2 separate regions of the Mus musculus genome follow, and region 1 is linked to region 2. Evidence: chromatin contacts called from public HiChIP or PLAC-seq data. All regions are on one chromosome and are shown on one strand. The core of a region is the stretch at or near the end of the contact, and the rest is flanking DNA. Distances in the headings are between cores, read along the strand shown. Region 1 overlaps Ccdc172 (coiled-coil domain containing 172). Region 2 overlaps Gfra1 (glial cell line derived neurotrophic factor family receptor alpha 1).

Evidence for each region. HiChIP or PLAC-seq counts read pairs in DNA pulled down with a chosen protein or histone mark.
Region 1: an HNF4G HiChIP or PLAC-seq map of pancreatic cancer cells shows a contact between it and region 2. The contact joins two enhancer-like sites. A contact is called at or near these places in 3 of 39 promoter capture datasets (the C10 cell line, liver and pre-B cells) and 2 of 115 datasets of contacts at active chromatin or transcription factors (embryonic stem cells and pancreatic cancer cells).

The regions. Positions count from the first base shown.
Region 1 is chr19:58,522,126-58,526,265 of GRCm38.p6, forward strand. Ccdc172 (coiled-coil domain containing 172) reads left to right here. Exons shown (of 9, transcript NM_029372.3): 4 at 3,723-3,839. Among named protein-coding and RNA genes, the nearest start is that of Ccdc172, 12 kb to the left of the region's middle. Within about 2 kb of position 2,121, at least 72 of the 459 cell types and tissues checked have an H3K27ac peak or open chromatin away from gene starts, as enhancers often do. A contact at or near this core is called in pancreatic cancer cells, where this site is marked.
Region 2 is chr19:58,273,409-58,277,453 of GRCm38.p6, forward strand. All of the region lies in intron 6 of Gfra1 (glial cell line derived neurotrophic factor family receptor alpha 1), which reads right to left. Among named protein-coding and RNA genes, the nearest start is that of Gm46650, 19 kb to the right of the region's middle. Within about 2 kb of position 2,088, at least 12 of the 459 cell types and tissues checked have an H3K27ac peak or open chromatin away from gene starts, as enhancers often do. A contact at or near this core is called in pancreatic cancer cells, where this site is marked.

The DNA of each region.
Region 1 (4,140 bases), core at 871-3,370, 250 kb after region 2:
TGGCCAGCCAAGGCTACATAGTGAGACTTTTTCTCTAAAAATAAAGCTAAGGCCTTAATATCTGTTGTCAACTTGCTCAGTGGTGCAGTCTGGTGTTAGAAGTGTATTCTGTTGTGGTTGTAAGAGCCCTGGGCCTTTTCCTTGGTTCTTGTATGGTATTAGCCATATGAAGTCTGCATGTCTCCTTGTGTATCTTGTGTAAAGTTGCCTCTTGTGCTGTGAGCAGATGACATGACAGGCAGAGCTGCTTGCTGGAGACTGAGCTGGCTTTGACAGCGTCAGTTACACAAGGAGTGTCGTGGACAGACCAATGCTGATCCATAACATGCTGTGCTTACTTTCAGTTTCTAAGTACCTGAAGGCATGCAGGCAACAAAGCAGTGAAGAGCCATGGATAGCAGCTCTGTTGACCACAGACCTAGCCACCAGATAAGTCAGCTCAGTATCCAAGAGGAATGAGCAGGGGTGGGGAAGCCTTTAATACTGAAAGAGGCAGACTTAACAAGGGAGATGGCACTGCTGTAAGCTAAATTGTACCAAAACAGTGACACTTTCTGACAAAGGTTGGCCATTTGGGTCTAGAATGCAACATTAAGGCTTTATACAAATATTTTCATTTTCAGTCAGGAAACAGACAGAGGTAAGAAAGAGAAATCTGTGTTCCTGCCATTAGGAACTTCCCACCCCTTTCTTTATATTGCATGCTGTCTCTTGAGGTCAGGAGCAATTTAGGAGACAGAGTCAATAATTTCTTTAGTTTCTGTTTACTGTAGACTAAACGGCTCACACTGCCATAGGCATGTTAGTGTCTCAGCTCAAACTTGATACGTCTGAAATCATTTCTCACACAGTACAGTTTGTGGCTTTACAGTATTTCCCTATCAGATCCCTCCTTGGCTGTTATCTTGTAACAAAGCAGAGGTAAGACGTCTGCAAGACAGTAATTCTGTGAGTGAGTAGTACACTCATCCTGTGAGTAAGTCAGGATTATATGTAGCTGGACTCTGGTTACTTTGTGGGTTCTTCTTTCTTCCACCCTTTCAATTTCCTAACACTAAACAAGAGAAAAAAGGATGGAGAGTGAAGGAAGAGATCCCTGAATAAAGCCAGGGTCAGTGAGGGGTCGAAGTCATCATTAGACGGCTTCCTGCTGAGTACAGCCTTGAGGTCCTGGGGGCATGGGTCATTTCTGCCATCAGAACATCTCAGTTCTTCTTGTTTCTTTGTGTACAACTACTTAACAGATCACAACCAACAGCAACCAGCCAAAAACCCACCAACATTTCACCTTATCTCTCAGGATCCTAGCATCTATATACACTCTGAAATGTTCCCAAAATTCCCAACATCACACAATTGCAGAAACTGTTTGCAGCTGGAAAGATCACATCCCCACCAGAGCAGGAGGCAAATCATAGTCAGCTGCTGTGGACAGTCTGCCGCCCATACCCCACACCTGGGATTAAGCTGTTGCTCCTGAAGGCAAAACTTACACGTAGCAAAGAACCAGGCAAAGCCAAGTGCTTGTCTCTTAAGTTCTAATAAAGAATAGAGCCAGGTCACCCAATTTCAGTGTCACCTCATCTGTACCCTGACCCATTGATGACCATAGCACTGGGAGGCGGCATGTAGGAAGCCCATCTCCCTTCGGGGCAGTGACTTTCCACCTTCTCCCACTTCCTCTGTTGTGCTTTCCCCTTGGTTGTCACGAGTGTTAAAAAAAGTGCGTGTGTGTGTGTGTGTGTGTGTGTGTGTCTGTGTGAAGGAGAAAGTGAGTGAGTAAGCATGGGTGGGTGTGGCTGTGAGTGTGTGGAGCTCAGAGGACGACTTTGTGCAGTTGGTTCTTTTCCTTCCACCCTCTGTTTTCTGAGAATCCGTATCAGAAACAGAAGTCAAGAATGTCAATCCTGAATGTGTACTATTAGCACATTAACCAGAGCCTGCAGCCTGAGTGCCCGCCCCTTAGTCCAGGACACTTAAGGAAAATACGAGACTCATTTGCCATTTTTTCTCTCTTTTTTTTTTTTTTTTTTTTTTTTGGTAACTCACGTGTACAGTTTTCCAACGTGATCTGTGTCTGAGACACTGTTGAGTCACAGTGTCACACGGCTGGGCACTGCTGACTCATCTGTGTCTGAAGCATTGTTATGGGCAGTGGTGCTGAAGTTCTTTTTATTATCAGAATTACTCAGAGGCAGCTTTAGCATTTCCATTTTAATGCCGTGATTTAGCAAGAAGGATGCTGAGAGACCTGGATTTTAACCCCATGCTTACCCCTAATCAATTAAACGTCCTTTATAAAATCTTGAACTTGTGGGCTGATCTTAGTCTCCTTTGTATAACAGCAATGAAGCGTCGTCGTGTTCTTACACTGAACAAATGAGGGGCTGCTTTGATCCTTTCCTTGTCTGCCCTGCTGCCTTGCGTGTGACGTTAAAGTCTGGAAACTGCATTTCCTGATTCTGCATCAGGGACACGAAGCCCCTCACTGTCCTCCCGGGGGTTTCAGGCATTACCTCAGTCATGCAAATGTATGTCTTTATCTGTGTCTGTGTCTTCAGATACGGTTGATGGGAACTGCACCCAGGACCCAGGTCGGGCGGCTGTGCTACACCTTATAGAAATGGAAGATCGTGTTTCTATTTCACGTCAGCTATTTTTTTCTAAATGCCAGTATTCCTAGGACTTACTAGCTGTAATATTTCAAAATGTCTTTGAAGCCAACCCCGTGGCTCTGGAATAGACTGCTCCCAGGCTCTTTACTGCTCAGTGTCTTCTGGGACACAGATTTCACAACCCGTCTCTCACCTTGAGGAAGTTCTTATAACTAACATAAATCTTGCTTTCTGCAATTTAAGTTGAATTTATATCATTTTTCTTTTCTCTGTAGAGATGAGAACAGCCCCAAGCTGGAGGTAACACACTGTCATGAGGACCAGTACTGAATGCTGCAGACAAACTATTTTAGTTTCTTGGCCTTTCATTCTGACTTTGTCTCAGAAGGAACTGTTTTTAAAGTCCAAATGAAATAATATCGGTGCTTATGAAATCTTTTGCTCTTTAGAATAAAATGGGGCACAAAAGTTAAATTTTTGGGAGGGAGGGGGAGATGGTGGTCTCTGATCCTGTTTGTAAGGATCTGTTGGGTGAATGCCTGCAAGAGGCAAGGATGGATTTCGCTTCCTTAGCTTTCAGCCACCTGCCAGTGCTGACCTTGCTACCTACCACTGAGCCTCTAAAAATAAGACCCCTGAGTAAATGGGTAAAATTCAAAGGTTGGGTTCTCAAAATGTATTTGGGATATTTAGCCAAATTTACGTCTACTTTATGCATAGTTAACGTCATAAACCTGGGTCTGGGCTGTAGAGATTTTCCCATGTTTGGTGGTCACAGCGATTGATTCTTTCTAAGTTGTGAGACTAGAAGCCTGCTCCTTGAAACAAGCTGTCCAGACGTGGGCTTCAGTGTGCATGGTCAGATGCTGCAGTACTCAGCTAACACTTGTGCTGAATGTGGGAGGAAAAAGAAACCAGCTGTGCCCCTCAGGAGCCCAGAGTCTGTCTACTCTGTAAGCTGTGAGGACACTGAGCTCAGGACCGGCAGTCACTTAGAGCAGTGCATGCAGGGAGTCGTATGTAACAATTGCAGGCCTGTTCAATTAACTGAGCCCTCAGATCTGTATCCATTTGCTTCGTTCTGATTTCTGTATTTTCCTTTTGAAGGTTCAGCAGTTGTCTGAGAAATCTTTCCTCTTAGAGCTTCTGAAAACCCATGAAAACGCATTAGAGAGACAGCTCAGTGAGATTATCAGCGAGCGGGACACACTGCTCCAAGCCTGCGTAAGTCTCCAGCCACTGAGAAACATCTCAGTCAGCAATCTAACTGTGTCAAAGGCGTTTCAGTATGTGCAGCTTCACTTTGACAAAGTTATCTGTACCCGTATCAGCTGACAGTACTATTCAAACAACAAGTCTTAAGGGCTGTTTGAAGCCAGCCAGGAGAGCAGTACAGCTGGAAAGACTTGTCCTGGATGGGAGACTTGAGGATGTAATGTGGGAACTATCTGCAGTTGGATGGGCCCAAGAGAAGCAGTACCACTGCTTTTAACCACTCTGGTGTTGAGACCCACTTTTAATGCTC
Region 2 (4,045 bases), core at 838-3,337:
GAGTAAACTGTGCTAATCAACAAATGCTATAAAGCAGGTTGTTCTTGGATGATAAATGAACACCATGTTGAAGAAACATGTTGATGTGGTTGGTCCTATGGATAAAGCCAGAGTTGTGTCTTGGCTGTCCAATCTTGGCACTCTGAGCCAGGCTTCTACTTGCCAACTAAAGCATTGTGGCATCAGCTACAGCCCAATCTTCAGTATTTTCCAAAGATAGAGGAATTATTCCTCTGTAACATCTCTCCCCATCACACACCTCTAAGACCTCAGGTGTTGAGTGCCAGTGGCCAGGTGCATGGGTCAAGCTGTTAGCCAGTTCCAGCTCAGAGACTAATGCTGTGGTACCAGGTCCAGCTCAGAGACTAATGCTGAGGTCTTGGTGCTTCTGATATAATCATGAGAAAGACCTTGTCTTTAGCTTAATCTGTCCAGAAGCCGTAAGAAACAGGTAAAGGATTATGAAAATACCTTGGCTAGTTCTTGTTTGTTTTGTTGATTTGAGACAGGGTCTTGCGTAGTAGCTCAGGCAGGCCTTAACTGGATTTGTAGCTAAGAATGACCTTGAACTCTTGAGCCCCCTGCCTCCACTTCTTAAAGTTCAATCCTCCTGCCTCTACTTCCTAATTGCCAGGAGGACAGAAAGTCCTTGAAAGCTGTTCAGAAAGCCTGCTAAAAAAAAGTAAAACCAAAGACAAATGAAGAATTTAATATACAGCTTTACAAATGACCTAGTTTTTTCCTGGCAACCTCTAAGGAGGTAGATATTTTGTTGTTTTAAGTTTTGATTTTATTTATTTATTATGTTTTAATTAGCATGCAAAGTAACAGGTTTCCCTGTGGTATTTTATAACACTTAGTTTGGGCTCATTTCCCTCACACACTCTCCCTTTCTATCATCTCCCTGGCCCAGTCTCCCACCTCATACCCTAATCCTAATTTTATACTTAAGAAAAATAAGTCTTCATTCTAGAGGAAAACAGGGCACAACAGAACCTGGATTTTAAAACTACACACTAACTCCGCTGCAAATGCTTTCAACCCATGGCTACAATGGCTTAAGAGAAGTCATGTTGCCAGGGTTGAGACAGAAGGAGGGGCACACTTGTCAGGGAAAGGCAAAGGAGGGTGTGGCCCACAGAGGTCACCTCCATCTTATTGTGTTTACTGTAATTCCAGGGTAACCGTAATGAAGGGTTTGTATGTGCTGGGTGCTTGTTTCTGTGTTCATCATGCTCTCAACTCTCACAAGAACCTTACTGACTGGTAGCGTGGACCCCGCTATCTAGAAGAGGAGCCTGAGGCTGGGAGAAGGTCAGTGTGGACCCTTCCAAGTTATAAAACTCCATGGCTAGGGTTGGGGGATAGCCACAATCCATCCAGCCCCAGCCCCAGAGAGGACCCACAACCATTACACTAAGCACACACCTCGCCAAGAGCTCTGCTAAGCATTTCAGCTAGGATGGGATGCAGGTGAGCCTGAAAGTGAAAATATTCAATAAACTGAGTTTTAGATTTTGTCCTAAAGGCACGGGAGCCGCGGAAGGACTTTAAACTGACACATCTACACAATGAGATGTGTGTTAGAAAGACTCTTGCTTAGCTCTCTCAGATGTTCAGCAAAGATTTGCTTAGGACACTGCTTGGGTAGTAATGGGGCACAAAGCATGTAGCTGAGGACAGTGTGTGTATGTATGTATGTATGTGTGTGTGTGTGTGTGTGTGTGTGTGTGGTATGTTCCCAGAAGAATCACAGCAAAGCACTGAGGGGCAGGGAGAAATATAAAAGGAGAGAATGTGCCAAAATGGTGGCAGTCAACAAGCAGGAAAGAGCTGGTAGGCTACAGAGAGGCTCAGAGTGTGGCTAACTCATCAAAAAAATAGTGTTGTGGTGGGAAAGACAGGGTGGGTTTGCAGCTGTGGCTCTCCCAAGTACATGCGTCTTGAGAAGACACATTTTGATAGGTGGCTGGAACACTGGCTCTCAGCCCAGCAACTATCCACCTGAGTGCCTACTGTATACAACAGCTCCTGCAGCCCTTGGATACCACTCACGCACACACCTCCCCCGCTGACACTGGGTTATGAGTCATGCTGTAATCGGTTTCGGTGGCTTCCCTCCCTGCCCGGAGTGCTGTGATCTAACCAAGGACCTGCAAATGTCCAGCATAGGACGAACAAAGAAACTCCACGTTTGGATTTCTTCTGGAGACAGGAAATCTCCATGACTACAGCAGTGATGAGCGCTGATTGTTTTTCTCTGAGAAAATGAAAATGAAATGAATAGACGCTAATGTAGAAACGTATCACCCTCTGTCACAGAAAAAAAAAAAACCCACCCTCAAAGAAGAAGAAAGGGCTGGCAAATGCCATGAGCCTGTCAGGAAGCCTAAGCAACGGTGGTTGATGCAGAGAAAAGCATATTAAAGGGAACACACTGCTAGCTGTAAATAGAAATATAATCATAATGACAGTCTTGAAGCATCCCCTTGAACAGCAGATGGTCTCTGGACAGTGGGCAGGGAGATCATGTAACTACTTTTCCTGTAACTTTTAAGAAATATCATGTTATATAAAGCATAGGCAAACAGGTATCGGCAAGACTGGTGTAACTCCTGGATTACTGTAACCTCTAACTGATTTCCTGGGAGAGACCCTTAGATGAGAGCCATGTGGCTGGCAATGTTGAGCCTAGGTGAAAAACTCTGATCCTGTATAGGATCCCTTACTAACCACAGTGGCTAAGTACAATGTTTAACATCTTAGCCTAGGGGTTTCCTTCTACAAACCTAAGAAATGCAGCGTGTGGGACACAAGGCTGCCTGCAAACAACAGCAAGAACTACTTTTTGTTCTTCAAGTGTTACTGTTCTTGTTATCTGAGTCCCATTCTGCCATTAACCATGATTTTAGTGTCAAGACACCTGGTTTCCTATGAGGGTATGGAAGAAGAGTTCTCCATACCCAGGGTTCCTCATCCAGCTCGCAAGGCAAGAGAGGCTGGAGCACCTGCTTAGAGTCCCAGAGTGGTGGCCACAGGTGGCATCCTTTGGAGAGGGAATTGTCATGTGTTTGTAGAAGCCTTGCAGGGAGGAAATACACATTTTTCCCCCTGGGGTCTTGAAGTCATCTAGCATAAACTTGTTCTTCATGCTTGGTCTTCATGTTCCCCTGGCTTATAGGTGGTAGTGAGATTTTGTGAAGGAACATGTGGGGGGCAGGGCATGCCCATAAAAGAAGGTGGCCCTATCTATGAATCAGGCCCTCCTTTGGTTCTTTGGACCTCACCAGAATCCATGTAGTATTAAAGGACTTGATTATCCAATGAAATCTGGTGTCTTAGTCAGGGTTTCTATTCCTGCACAAACATGATCAAGAAGCAAGTTGGAGAGGAAAGGGTTTATTCAGCTTACACATTGCTATTCATCACCAAAGGAAGTCAGGACTGGAACTCAAGCAGGTCAGGAAGCAGGAGCTGATGCAGAGGCCATAGAGGGATGTTACTTACTGGTTTGCTTCTCCTGGCTTGCTCAGCTTGCTTTCTTATTGAACCCAGGACTACTAGCCAAGGGATGGCACCATCCACAATGGGCCCTCCCACCATTGATCACTAATTACAGCTGGATCTCATGGAGGCATTTCCTCAAGGGAGGATCCTTTCTCTGTGATAACCCCAGCTTGTGTCAAGCTAATATACAAAACCAGCCAGTACATCTGGTAAAGTGCTTGTCTGGCACACTTGGATCCCTAGCCTTCACCTCCCAGTGTAAAATCGGTTGTAGTAGTAAATGCCTATAATCCCAGCACATGGGACATGGAGGCAGGAGGATTAGGAGTTCAAGATCATCTTCAGCTTCATACTGAGTTTGAAGCCAGCCTGGGCTACCCAAGAACCTAAGGAGAGTGGGCAGGGGAAGACTAGAAGTTTTCTGAAAAGCTTTCAACATTAGGCCTTCCAAGTCTGGGACTTGGTTCAGATCGCTTGGCCTATGGAAGCTTTCGAAGAAGTGCAGTGATAGAAGGCTCTCTGTTGTAGAGATGACTTT